Regions from separate parts of the Sus scrofa genome. Here region 2 is linked to region 1. The links are chromatin contacts, called in public Hi-C maps. All regions are on one chromosome and are shown on one strand. The core of a region is the stretch at or near the end of the contact, and the rest is flanking DNA. Distances in the headings are between cores, read along the strand shown. Region 1 overlaps IL1R1 (interleukin-1 receptor type 1). Region 2 overlaps IL1R1 (interleukin-1 receptor type 1).

Region 1 (7,030 bases), core at 1,772-4,271:
GTAGGCAATGAGATCCTACTGTACAACACAGGCAGCTATATCAGTCTCTTGGGATGAACCACTGATGGGATATAATGTGAGAAAGGGAATATATATATCTGTATGACTGGGTCACTTTGCTGTACAGCAGAAATTGGCACAACACTGTAAATCAAGTAAACTTTAATAAAAAAAAATTCTTTAAGAGAACAGACACCCTCTCTGAATCCTCATTCTCCTTTATACCAAGCATATTAAAACATCTGCATTCCAAATTACGTAATTTGAGATAAACTTCCAAAAAGCTGATCTGGGATCGCCCTGCCATTCCATCCAGTAGACATTTCACCATTCATTCCCTGACATTGCAGTTTACTTTTAGTATTTTGGAGTCTAATATTTTTTTTCCAGGTCTGAATCATTTCCTTAAGCCTCTGAGAAGCTCTGTAAGGCCTCAGCATAAGGTCTCTTGATGCCCAATGGATAAAACTGCCTAATTAAATGCCAAACCTTCTGTGTAGACTAAGTGCCACTCTTGTCATGCACTTTGTCCTTATGAGCAAGTACAGGGCATCGCATCCAGACGTCAGAGCTCATCCGTGTGAATCCTAACAGGAGAGGAGATCAAAGACAAGTCTCCCAGATGTTCCCATCCCCAGGCCCAACTCAAGGCCCTCCTGACATCCAGAGTGTTTGCAACTGATGGGAATCCCGCAGCAGACAGTATTGAGGAGAAATTAAATGGAGGGGGCAGGCACATGGCACAGATATATTTGGAAAATCCAGGCAACCTGAAAAGACATCAATCACCCACGTCCCCTTAACCACTTCACTTTCCCTCTTCCTCTTTGCACCAGAAACTTTTCAAAAGAAATTTCACATCCCCTGCTGAAGGGCCTGCTCTCTGCTGCCTACTCTCTGGGCTCCTGTGAAATGCATTGCCCACCACCACACCCAAGCACTGGACCTTTCAGAGCACTGGACCTTCCCCCAGACCCCATCCTTGGATGGCTCTGCAGCACGTGGCCGACAAACCGCCCCTCCTTCTTGATTCCTGGGATGAGGACCCACCCCTTTCTCTGTCACCTCCCTGGCTGTTCCCTCTCCTCGCCCACCTGTAAGCCCTGCGCCCTCTTGCCTCTGCGGCACCTCTACACTGCTTCCCAGGACTGTCACAGAATTCAGTCCTTCCTAGTCAGCTGGCTGCTCCTGTGACTTCAGACCAGCTCTGAGTGGATTCTGATCGAAAGCCTCTGCCAGGGACCCCTGCACATCCACCTCCCCTTCCACAGCCAAGAATGCCAAGGCACACAGGCTCTCCCAGGCGCTGTGCACTAGGTGCCTCAGATGTCTGTGCTGGCACACAGGGCTGTAGCCACCCTGGGTGACTCCCAGGTCCCTGGCCTTCCCTTCCTGGTCATGGGAGAAAGGCACAGAGCAGACCCACTGCCTCCCATATTTCTGTTCATCCTGCACCTGCTAAGGGCTAAAAACACTGCAGGAGGGGAAGGAAGAAGAGAGGGAGGGAATCCACCCACCCACCATCTTTGCACTGGATCAAAAAGAGACCAAAACTCACTTAGAACCAAGGAGGGAAGGATGTGGGTATCATGTGTGAGTCAGAGAGCAGACATTCAGGGTAGCCATCACTGGAGGCTGGAGACAGTTGAGACTCAGACTGGAGAAGGTGGACTGCTACTTAAAGCATGGGACAAGGCACTCACACCTGGAGGGTCAGGTGGCCCTGAGGGAAAGCACTTTAATGCCAGAAGGAATACTGGGTAAACATCGCCCCCTTATCCAGAGGCAACTCAGGAAAGTCCATGGTGAGTTTTGTTGTTGTTTTCTTTTTTTTTTTTTTTTTTAATTTTTACAGCCATGCCTGTGGCATATGGAGGTTCCGAGGCTAGGGGTTGAATCGGAACTGCAGCCACTGGCCTATGCCGCAGCCATGCCAGATCCCAGATGTATCTGCCAACTATGCTGCAGCTCACGGTAATGCTGGATCCTTAACCCACTGAGTGGGGCCAGGGATCAAATCTACATCAATGGATACTAGTCAGGTTCTTAACCCACTGAGCCACAACAGGAATGCCCATGATAAGTTCTGAAACTGGTTTGTAGTAAAACTCAAAATACCCTTTTGGAAAATATCAACAACAAAAAGTCACTGATTTATTCCACAGTGTTATTTTTCAGATAAATTTTCCACATAAAATAAGACAATTACCTCCCCAATAAATTAACAAGCAGGGACACACTGGCCCCCTTCCCACCTCGGTGCAGTGATGCCTACATTATGTAAGGAATTTCCCAGACTTGCTACCACCCTCTCCATAGCAACTTCCAGCAGACGTGCAGAGGCTTAGCAGTGCACTGAGGTTCTGAGGCCTGACCCAGGACAGTCATGGGGGGCCTGGGGCAACTAGAGGTCTAGGCTTGTCACCCGCTTCCACCAGCTGGCTGTGCACAATGGTGTGCAAACAGGGTACACGGCTTCTATGACGCTCACTGAAAAAGTGAGCTGCTGGGAGCTCCCCAAACACAGGGGCCATTGCTTTTTGGTGATAACATCGGGAAAGCAGTCCATCACAATATGACTACTTGGTGCATGGAATGTACACACGGAGCTACTGGCTTATGAAAGATAAAGCGAAAATGCAAATTTGAGTCAGAGCAGTTTCCTACTAGATCCAGAATGAGATATTGCAACATGAGCTAAACAACAAGAACAGAATTACAATATAAGAATTTACAATGAATGGATTGGCCCCTATCAAAGCCCTACTTCCCAGAGGACTGATTTCACCCACAGCACTTTCCTGCCACTGCAAGAAATTCCACAGCCAGTGCAGATGCAGGAAAAGAGACAAATGGGGAAGAGAGGGGCTGTCACAAGAACACATGGGGTTTCCTCAAGGCCCAGGCCCCCAGGGCGGGGGAGGAGGGCATTTGTTCCTACTTTGCAGCTACAAAGCATCTATGAAGGGCCTCTTATTCTTGAGGAATTTCCTATAACCTTGAGGAATTTCCTTCTCATTTCTGAGGAATTCCCCCTCATTGTGCCAGGTCAGTGGCCAGGCACAGGATGGAGGTGGCCCACAGCAGACACCCTGGACCCATGAAGATGCCCGTGCTGCGTGGGTCCAGTTCTGGGGATAGTGGCAGCAGAGGCACATGGCTGGCACTAGGCGGGCAGTGTCCAGGCTGCACAGTCCCATCTGGGGTCCACTGGGCGCAGTGCCCAGTGGGGCTCATGCAGTTTGCATCTGGAGTAAGCTCCAAGCCTGGCTCCCCTCCCTGCCTGCCTCCAGCTCCATGCCATAGTGTGGGGGCCCTGAGCAAGTAGAGAACAGACATCCCAATATGGCGCTGGCCACACTGCAGACCAGGGAGGCACCTGGGCAGTGGAGTCCACAGTGGACAACCCAGGAAAGAGGCCCCAGAATCTCAGTCCAGGCTATTTGGGCAGGAATTCCAGGGCTCCCGGGTCCCTGGACCATCTGATGGCTCTCAGAGGAGCCTGGGACTGGCTGAGAAGCAGGGCAGAACCCTCCAAAGCACAGGGCCTGAGCGGGACCGCTCTTGCCTGGTTCTAAAGGAAGTTTCTGCAGAAACCCAAAGGGAGGAAGATGACGGCATTCAAGGGCCCCTCTCTCTTCCAGGGGCCTGAAGGAGCACAGCCCCCACTGCTTGAATGCAGAAGGAAATCCTAACAGTACTTTCCACATTTCCACCTCACCCAAACTCACTCCCCTCACTGAGTGCCTCACAAAGACACAGATGGCATCATGTAACACAACTTCTCATCCCAATCCTCAGTCCACAGGGCCTGCAAGTCTATCAGACACAAGGGAGAAATATTCAGAGAATGAGGCTCCAACTAATTCTCCTGTAACTAAGACATGACAGTGGATGAGTTCCTGGAAAAAGCAGGGACCACAAAGCAGGTTCTTCAGCTCATGAGATGCCACAACCCATATGTTCTACAGAAAATGAGGGCAAAGGCACGAGGAAAGGGTTACAGTATTAAAATGAAGCTCGTCATTATGATCTTCACCTGTTACAAATATTCAACCAGCTATTCCACCGTCAATATGAAGACCCTAAATGCCAGCTTCAAAGACGAAGCAAAAAGGAACTTCCTTATAAAGACACATGATGGTGGGAAAGATCTCAGAATTCTCTATTTACACAAGTCCCTGTTTCTATTTTTTGTTTTGTTTTTTTGGCTGCACCCATGGCACGGCCTGTGAAAATTCCTGGGCCAGGGATCAAACCCACACCACAGCAGCAACCTAAGCCACTGCAGTGACAATGCCAGATCCTTAACCCGCTGTAGCATCAGGAAACTCCGAGTCCTTGTTTCTTAAACTAGATCCACACATCCTCACAGAGAAGCTGCAGACAGCCAGGAAACTCAGAGTCTATCTTTCCAGGGTAGTGATTTCCCCTGAAGACTTTTGGGGGGACGGGGGAGGAGTTATGATTTTTGTATTAGAGGCGACAGGGATATATCATGAAGAGGAAAGAAAAGTCTCCAAGAGAAAATAGTTTCAAATGATGCAACTGACAAGGGTTTAATCGCTAAAATATACAAACAACTTATACAACTCAACAGCAAAAAAGCCAACAACTCAATGGAAAAAAGGACAAAAGGCCTGAAGAGACATTTTCCACGGAAGATGTACAGATGGCCAACAAGCACATGAAAAAATGCTCAACATCCCTGATTATTAGAGAAATGCAAATCAAAACTACCACAAGATACCACCTCACACCAGTCAGAATAGCCATCATTAAGAAGTCCACAAATAACAAATGCTGGATGGGGTCTGGAGAAAAGGGAACCCTCCTGCACTGTTGGTGGGAATGTAAAATGGTATAACCACTATGGAAAACAGTATGGAAGTAACTTCAAAAACTATGCATAGAACTACCATATGACCCACTAATCCCACTCTTGGGCATATATTTGGACAAAACTTTCCTTGAAAAAGACACATGCACCTGCATGTTCATTGCAGCACTATTCACAACAGCCAAGACATGGACACAACCTAAATGCATATCGACACATGAATGGGTTAAGAAGATGTGATATATATACACAATGGATAACCACTCAGCCATAAAAAAGAATGAAATAATGCCATTTGCAGCAATGTGGATGGAACTAGAGACTCTCATACTAAATGAAGTTGGAAAGAGAAAGACAAATACCATATGGTATCACATATCTAGAATCTAATATAGGGCATAATTGAACCTTTCCTCAGAAAAGAAACTCATGGACTTGGAGAACAGACTTGTGGTTGCCAAGGGGGAGGGGGAGGGAGTAGGATGGACTGGGAGTCTGGGATTAATAGATGCAAATTACTGCCTTTTGGAATGGATAAGCAATGGGATCCTGCTGTATAGTACTTGGAACTATATCTAGTCACTTCTGATTGAGCATGATAATGTGAGAAAAAAGAATGTATACATGTATGTGTAAATGGGTCACCTTGCTATACAGTAGAAGATTGACAGAAGACTGTAAACCAGCTATAATGGAAAAAATAAAAATCATTATAAATTTTTCTTAAAAAAGTCAAGTCTCCAAGAGATAAAACATGAGGCAAAGAAGGGTCCCTTGAGGTGCTATCTCGGAGTGCTGAATTGAGATTTTACTCTTCATTTTATTTATTTATTTTATTTTATTTGTCTTTTGTCTTTTTAGAGCCACACCTGCGGCATATGAAGGTTCTCAGGTGAGGGGTCTAATCGGAGCTGTTGCTGCTAGCCTACACCACAGCCACAGCAATACCAAATCCGAGCCACGTCTGTGACCTACACCACAGCTCACAGCAACATCGGATCCCTGACCCACTGAGCAAGGCCAGGGAATTGAACCCACAACCTCATGATTCCTAGTTGGATTCATTTTCACTGCGCCACAACGGGAACTTCTACTCTTCACTTTGGAGCAGCCTTTTAGAGGCAAACTCTGAGAGGCACTGTCCCATGTGAATACAGCAGTCATCTCGATTCAGTCACATGGAAGCATGGAGGCCCCACAGACTCACAGCCATGAGGCCAGATACACAGAGCAGCCCAACCCTAAAGACAGAGGGGGCCCCAGGATAGCTCCATATGCAACAAGGGGAAGAGAACATGGCCATGACTGCCTGGGAGTCACCACAGTGGCCCCCAATGCAACATGACTGTTCCTGTTCTGCAGAGATGAACACACAGGCGCCCTAGACCCAGGCTATGCGGTCGGCGTGACAACCACCAACGAGCCCCAGAGAAAAAAGCTTTACGTAATTCTGAGCAAACAAAACCACCCCCGCCACAGAGGCAACAGGAACACTCATCCTTCTAGCAAATCCCAGAAACCCTGAAATGCTGGCCAACTTCCTATAGGTGGAGAGATCCAAAAGCCTAGCTCACAGAGCTATCTGATTTACTTACCCAAACAAACAGGGTAAGGAAAGGTTTTTTTAATCATCAGGGTATAAGGACATGAAGTAAAAATAGCCACAGAGGTTTCCTGTGTTGCCAGGACATCTAAGTTATTCAGCTCTTACAAGGCACAAAACCACCAGATTGGTGGTGTCATGTAGGTTCTAAGGGCAAAGGGGAAAATGTGGCACAGAGGGAGGTGCCTGCTGTTAGATGAGGACTACAGACAAAATCAGGCTTGACCACTAGACAAGGGCTCCACTTCATCCTGGACAAGAGAAACCAGACCCAGAGATGGGAGGCTCTGGTCTCCACTCCTGGTGCCCTAAGCATGCTGCCTTGCTCCTTCCAGCATCCCATTCATCCAGCACAGCCCCAACCCAGACACCTGCCAAAGACTCTGATCCTGAGTCCAGCCACACAGGACCTGCAAAAAGAGAGAGACTACTGCCTTCTAGTCAGATGACAATGGTCCTGCTTTTTACAGCAGGGTTTACAGGGGAGTGTCAGAGGATCAGACAATCTTTACAAGAATCTTCTGGTGTTTTCACTCCGGTGGGTTTTTTCAATTGAAGTAAAACATGCATACGGTGAAACACACAAC
Region 2 (6,214 bases), core at 2,105-4,604, 71 kb after region 1:
TTTTCCTTCCCAATGATCTTTTCAGGGAATATGCTGTCGGTGGGTTCCTTGAAAATGTTGCTAAGAAGGAAAAGAATCCAAGTTAAACTGTTTACCAGGGAGTAGTCCTTGTTTAATGTATGTATTAAATCCTTCTTTTTGCAAGTAGCTCTGACTCTGCTCTGATGTCTGCAATCAAGTTGCATGTGATAGTTGTGTGTGTTTGTGTTTAGTGGTATCCTGAAATCAAGGAGTCTGAAAATTATACACATATGTATTAGATGAAGAGCTCTCTACAGGGAGAAATCTAGTTTCCTTGACAGACTTGTGGTTGCCAAGGGGGAAGGAGGGGTGAGGGAGGAAAGGTTTGGGAGTTTGGGATTAGCAGATGCAGATTATCATATTTAGAATGGATAAAGAAGGTCCTGCTGTGTAGCACAGGGAACTATATTCAATAGCCTGTGATAAACCATAGTGGAAAAGAATATATATGAATGACTGAATCAATTTGCTGTGTAACATGGTGCATAAACTATACTTCAACAAAATATATTTTTAAAAAAAGAAACCTAGTCCCCTTGGAATGAGGTGGAATTTATTTTTCCTCTGAAGGAGATGGTGCTCCCTCTGCATTTTTGCATCTCCCTTTATTGGTATGCCTTTGATCATTTGTTATAATTTTGTGCATCACTGCATCCCTCCTACCATCTCACAGGCTCCTAAGAGTAGGATCCCTGAACCAAGACCCTCTCAGCACTGACCACATCTAGGACAGAGCCAGTGTCATGACATGCTCATCATACATCTTTGTTGAATGAACACATATTTTCTTGTGCAAACTGATTAACAGAAAAGATTTAGCAAAGCAGTTTCTGTCTGGATTAGATGAGGTCAAAAAGTTGAAGCTATGTCAGCCAGGTCATTAGAGTTTATCTAATCAAACTTCCATCACCAACAACATGTTTTACTGCAAGTCCTGGGGAGTTTCAGGCTTATGCAAGGTCACATGACCGAGGAAGGGCAGCATAAGGCCATCCAGGTTGACCATGGACTTTGCCAAGGTCCATATCAGAAAAGAAGTAAAATGAAAAGTATGAGGATATATCTATATCTATATATCTATAGATATATCTATAGATATAGAGATATATTGGAAATGACATTGATTTTCTCATTATAAAAAAATGATGCATTGGAAAAAAAATTCATGAAATGAAGAAATATTAAGAGAAGAAGAAAATAAAAATCATCACAATTCCACCATCAGAAGCAGGCCATGTTTTAAATAACAAGACAATCTCTTCTTTTATTGCTTTTTTTTTTTTTGAATGCCATTGTGAAAAATATTCCCACCTTTTCACTTGGAAGAATGTCCATGAAAAAATGGCCACTCCCTGTTAGACATTGCAGTGGTTTAAACAAGGCTGCAAATTGTTTGTCACTCTCCTCTGTAAGTGGGGTGGTCTGTTTTCCTTCCCTTTGAATCTGGCATGAGCACTTTACTCCCAGGAGGTGGAGAGAGTAATGTTATGCCAACTCTGGGCCAGGGCCTCACAAACATCCAGCAGCTTCCACTTCTATACTTTGAAGTGTTCTGAATTACTGTGTAAGAAATAGACTAGCTCCCAACATCAAAAAGTCTAAAACAATAAGTACTAGAGAAGGTGTGGAGAAAAAGTTACCCTCTTACACTGATGGTGGGAATGTAAATTGGTGCAGTCACTATGGAGAATGGTATGGAGGTTCCTTAAAAAAATAAAAATAGAGCTGCCATATGATCCAGCAATCCACTCATGGGCATATATCCAGAGAAAAACATAATTCAAAAAGATACATGCACTACTATGTTCATAGTTTATAATAACCAAGATATGGAACAACTTAAATGTCCACTGACAGATGACTGGGTAAAGAAGATGTGGTACATGTATACAATGGAATACTACTCGGCCATAAAAAAAAAACAAAATCTTGCCATTTGTAGCAACGTGGATGGACCTAGAGATGATCATACTAAGTGAAGTAAGCCAAAGACAAATATCATATCACTTATATGTGGAATCTAAAAAAAAAAGATACAGGAGTTCCTGTCATGGCTCAGTGGTTAACCAATCCAACTAGAAACCATGAGGTTGAAGGTTCAATCCCTGGCCTCGCTCAGTGGGTTAAGGATCCGGCACTGCCGTGAGCTGTGGTGTAGGTCACAGATGCGGCTCGGATCCCATGTTGCTGTGGCTGTGGTATAGGCCAGCAGCTACAGCTCCGATTAGACCCCTAGCCTGGGAACCTCCATATGCCACAGGAGTGACCCTAGGAAAGGCAAAAAGACAAAAATAAACAAATAAATATATAAATAATAAAAAATTTTAAAAAGATACAAATGAACTTATTTACAAAACAGGAATAGAGTCACAGACACAGAAAACAAGTGTATGGTTACCAAAGGGGAGGGAGGGATAAATTAGGAGTTTGAGATTAAAATACACACACTACTATCTATAAAATAGATAACCAACAAGGACCTACTGTATAGCACAAGAATCTATAGCCAATATCTTACAGTAATCTACAATGGAAGAGGATATAAAATATGTATGTGTATGTAACTGAATCAGTTTGCAGTGTACCTGCAACTAACAACATTGTAAATCAACTATACCTTTTTTTTTTTTCTTTTTTTTTTTTTTTTTTGCTTATTATGGCTGCAGGTGTAGCATATAGAAGTTTCCGAGCTAGGAGTCAAATCAGAGCTACAACTGCCAGCATACACCACAGCTCATAGCAACACTGGATCATTAACCCACTGAGCAAGGCCAGGGATCAAACCTGCATCCTCATGGATACTAGTCAAGTTCGTTTCTACTGAGCCACAATGGCAACTCCTCAATTCTACATTAATAAGAAAAAAATATTTTTTTTTCCTTTTAGGGCCGCACCCTCTGCATATGGAAGTTCCCAGGATAGGGGTCGAATCAGAGCTGTAGCTGCTGGCCTATACCACAGCCACAGCAACAAAGGATGAGCCATGTCTGCGACCCACACCACAGCTCACAATAAAGCCAGATCCCCGACCAACTGAGTGAAGCCAGGAATAGAACCTATATCCTCATAGATACTAGTCAGATTCATTTCCACTGCACCATGAAGGGAATTCCCAAGAAAATTTTTTTTAAAGTCATAAGCCCTCCAGATGGAGATAACATGTGGAGAGACCATGTGGAGAGATTCTGAGATGATGCAAAGAGAAGGAGGCTTTGTCACCACTGTTTGCCATGTAAGCCCTGCCTTCTAGCGGTTCTCACCATGATGCCAGCCATGGGAGGGATGCATACGGTGTCTTGCCAGCCCAAGGAAGCCCCCATGTGACTGCAGCCCCAGCTGACATCACATGGAGCAGGAGAACTGTCTGCCTGATCCCAGCCAACTCACAAAATCATGAGAGGCAATAACATGGTTATTTTACTGGATTTCAAAACAAGGAGGTGGAGACGGGGTGGGCGTGATGACTAAGCAATAGATAACTGAGACAGCCAGCAAAAATCTTCAAATGTGAACTTCTTGGAGAAGGACCAAGAACTAAATGTCAAGTTAAATTGCAAAGCTGCAGACCAAGTACTGGTCAACATTGATGAAGTAAAAAGAACATGGGGTTTGAGTTGGTGCAACTGGTTGAGAACTGACTGAGCTACTTAGGAGCTTTTTAACCTCAAATAAATCATTTGACCTTTTTTCTCCTCTATCCTCTTATCGTAAAATATGGGCATCACTGATGTCACTTTCCGGGGCTTCTGAGAAAGGGCAGACGAAACCGTTTAAGAGAAGATGCTTTTTACCAGTAAGGCCGATTGCTTTCTGCCCCTCTTCTTTTCTTTGAGCTTAGAGATTTGTTGATCATGAACAGTGGCTTTTTAAAAGAGAACACTGTTGTATCCTACCTTGGAGTGACAAGAGAATGCCCAGACCGAGGTAACATTTTACCCATCTGACATCCAAGAAAGGGCCCCCAGGGTAGTTCTCATGTGCTCAGCATCCTAAGCCATTTCCCCAAGGTTCTATAGAAGAGGCTAGAGAGCTCAGTGGAGCCTCTTCTGCTTGAGCACTAATTCTGCTCATGCAGGCTGCACCTCATGCCTAATCCTTTCCCTCAGTCCCCATCTACTCATATCAGCATCTTTGGGAGTTGGGATTTCAACGTATGAATTGATGGGGGTAGGGTGGGGGTCCCTCAGCAATGAATAAATGCAGGGTCTTTGCACTTTGACCTTAGACCTAGTGCCCCCGGAATGGGGCCTCGGGAATCTGCCTCTTGCTAAATTTTCCCAGTGGTTGATCTTCATTCCCTCTTAAGATTGAGACCCATCGGCCTTGCCCGGATCAAACAGGATCATTTAGAAAAAAACAATGAGAGAGATAAGGTATCATGATATTCCAGACCCAGGGAGAAGGGGAGTTTTATACCTGCTAGCCCAGGAACTGTTTCCAAACGGACCATTAGCCATTGAGTCAAGCTCAGGACTGGCCAGGAAAGGAGCTCCCCCATGTCCGAGCTGAGAGTACATCCTCCCAGTGGCTCTTTGGCATTGCATTTGCACACATAGGGGCTGGGTGACAAGCCCTCGTCTGTTCCTGACATGAAAAGTCCTGGTGGGTGGGTGTGTCTGTATGCCTGTGTGTGAGTGTATGTCTATGTGAATGTGTGAGTGTTTACATCTGTGCGTGTGAGCATGTGTCTCTGTGTGTGTGTGTGTGAGTGTACGTGTGTGTGTCTGTGTGTTGAGATTGTATGTCTCCATGTGTAATTGTGTGTGTGTGAATGTGTGTCTCTCTGTGTGTTTTAGTGTGTGTCAGTGTGTGTGAGTGTGTCTCTGTGTGTGTGTCTGTGTGTGAGAGTGTGTATGTGAGTATGTGTCTCTGTGTGTGTGAGTGTGTCTGTGTGTGAGTGTTTTCATGTGTGTCTGTGTCTGTGTGTGAGTGTGTGTCTGTGTCTGTGTCTCTGTGTGTCTGTGTGTCTGTGTGTGTGTGTGTGTGTGCGTCTGTGTGTGTCTCTGTGCATGTGAGTGTGTGTGTGTGTGTGTGTCTGTGGGTCTCTGTGTGTGTGTGTGTGTGTGTGTGTGTGTGTGGCTCTGGTGTTACTCCTGTGGAAGGCAAGGCCTGCAGAGGAAGAAGCACAGAGCACTCTGTGTCTGAGGAGGCAGGGCTGGAGGGTTAGACAGGACAAGGCTCAAACCCAACTCCATCTCACTCTTTACCACAAACCCATTTTAGATTGATTAGAGCTTGAAATGAAAAAAGTAAAAGAGAAAACATAGAAAGACAATTTCATAATCTTCCACAGAACTTCTCAGCATGACACCAAACTCAGAGGCTGTAAAGGAAAAGAACTTAAAATTTCAGCTACCTGAAAGTAAAAACCTTTTTATGAAGAATATAATGAGGGGGGAAACTAACATTTAACAAACACATGAAAACTTAGGGCGAGTGTTTGCAGCATTTGCTACCAACAAAGGGTTAATGCTCACACTAAACTAATTCCCACAAATCCAAGAGAAAACTGGGCAAAGGATAAGAATAAACAGTCCACAGAAGAAGGAAAACAGACAATAAATATGAAAAAGATGTTTAAGATTACTAATAACCAAAGTAATACAGCTTAGCATAATAGGAAAACAACAAGTTTTGGCAGAGACCGAATGATTTCTGATAACCAAGTCGGTGATAACAAGGAGCCAGGCACAGCTATTTTAAGTGTAAACTGTTGAAATCTTTTTTGGAGAGTAAAGGGTCCACATCCAGGAAAGTCTAAAACTTGTGCTCCATTTGTCCCAGCAATTTTATTTTTAGGAGTTTATCCCAAACTGGTCACTGCACAAATAAATAGCTCTATGGATACAGTACGAGGCTGGTGTTTTCAAAGAACATCTGGGATTTTGAAGAATTTGGATTGAGGCTAGGGGCCCATTTGGAGAATGTATGGCCCAGATGCTTCCACGGAATATGACCCTTGACCAGCCGTTGGTCAAGGAGGGGACACTTGAGCCAAGGGGTCCAACCAGGATGAATGGCACAACTCTGGCTTGCCCTGTAAGTGGCAGCTTTTCCCTCTCTTCCTCTGTAACACTGGGGAGAGAATGTAAAGCCTGGTGCTGCTGTAACAATCATTTTGCCACCACCAGGGGAAATAACCTTCTGAAAAAAACCAGCTTGCAAAGGAGGGCAGGTCAGGGGGAAACAAATG

What was found. A called contact is a pair of places that touch in the nucleus more often than the background predicts.
Region 2: a contact with region 1 is called in a Hi-C map of embryonic fibroblasts, with 2.5 times the contacts expected there. The contact joins two enhancer-like sites. A contact is called at or near these places in 2 of 47 Hi-C or Micro-C datasets (embryonic fibroblasts and mesenteric adipose tissue) and 1 of 2 datasets of contacts at active chromatin or transcription factors (skeletal muscle).

The regions. Positions count from the first base shown.
Region 1 is chr3:52,240,935-52,247,964 of Sscrofa11.1, forward strand. All of the region lies in intron 1 of IL1R1 (interleukin-1 receptor type 1), which reads right to left. Among named protein-coding and RNA genes, the nearest start is that of IL1R1, 90 kb to the right of the region's middle. Within about 2 kb of position 3,022, at least 5 of the 83 cell types and tissues checked have an H3K27ac peak or open chromatin away from gene starts, as enhancers often do. A contact at or near this core is called in embryonic fibroblasts, where this site is marked.
Region 2 is chr3:52,311,952-52,318,165 of Sscrofa11.1, forward strand. The region is part of intron 1 of IL1R1 (interleukin-1 receptor type 1); the gene reads right to left. It overlaps LOC110259975 (a long non-coding RNA gene), which reads left to right. Exons shown (of 3, transcript XR_002342520.1): 3 at 26-323. Among named protein-coding and RNA genes, the nearest start is that of IL1R1, 20 kb to the right of the region's middle. Within about 2 kb of position 3,355, at least 9 of the 83 cell types and tissues checked have an H3K27ac peak or open chromatin away from gene starts, as enhancers often do. A contact at or near this core is called in embryonic fibroblasts, where this site is marked.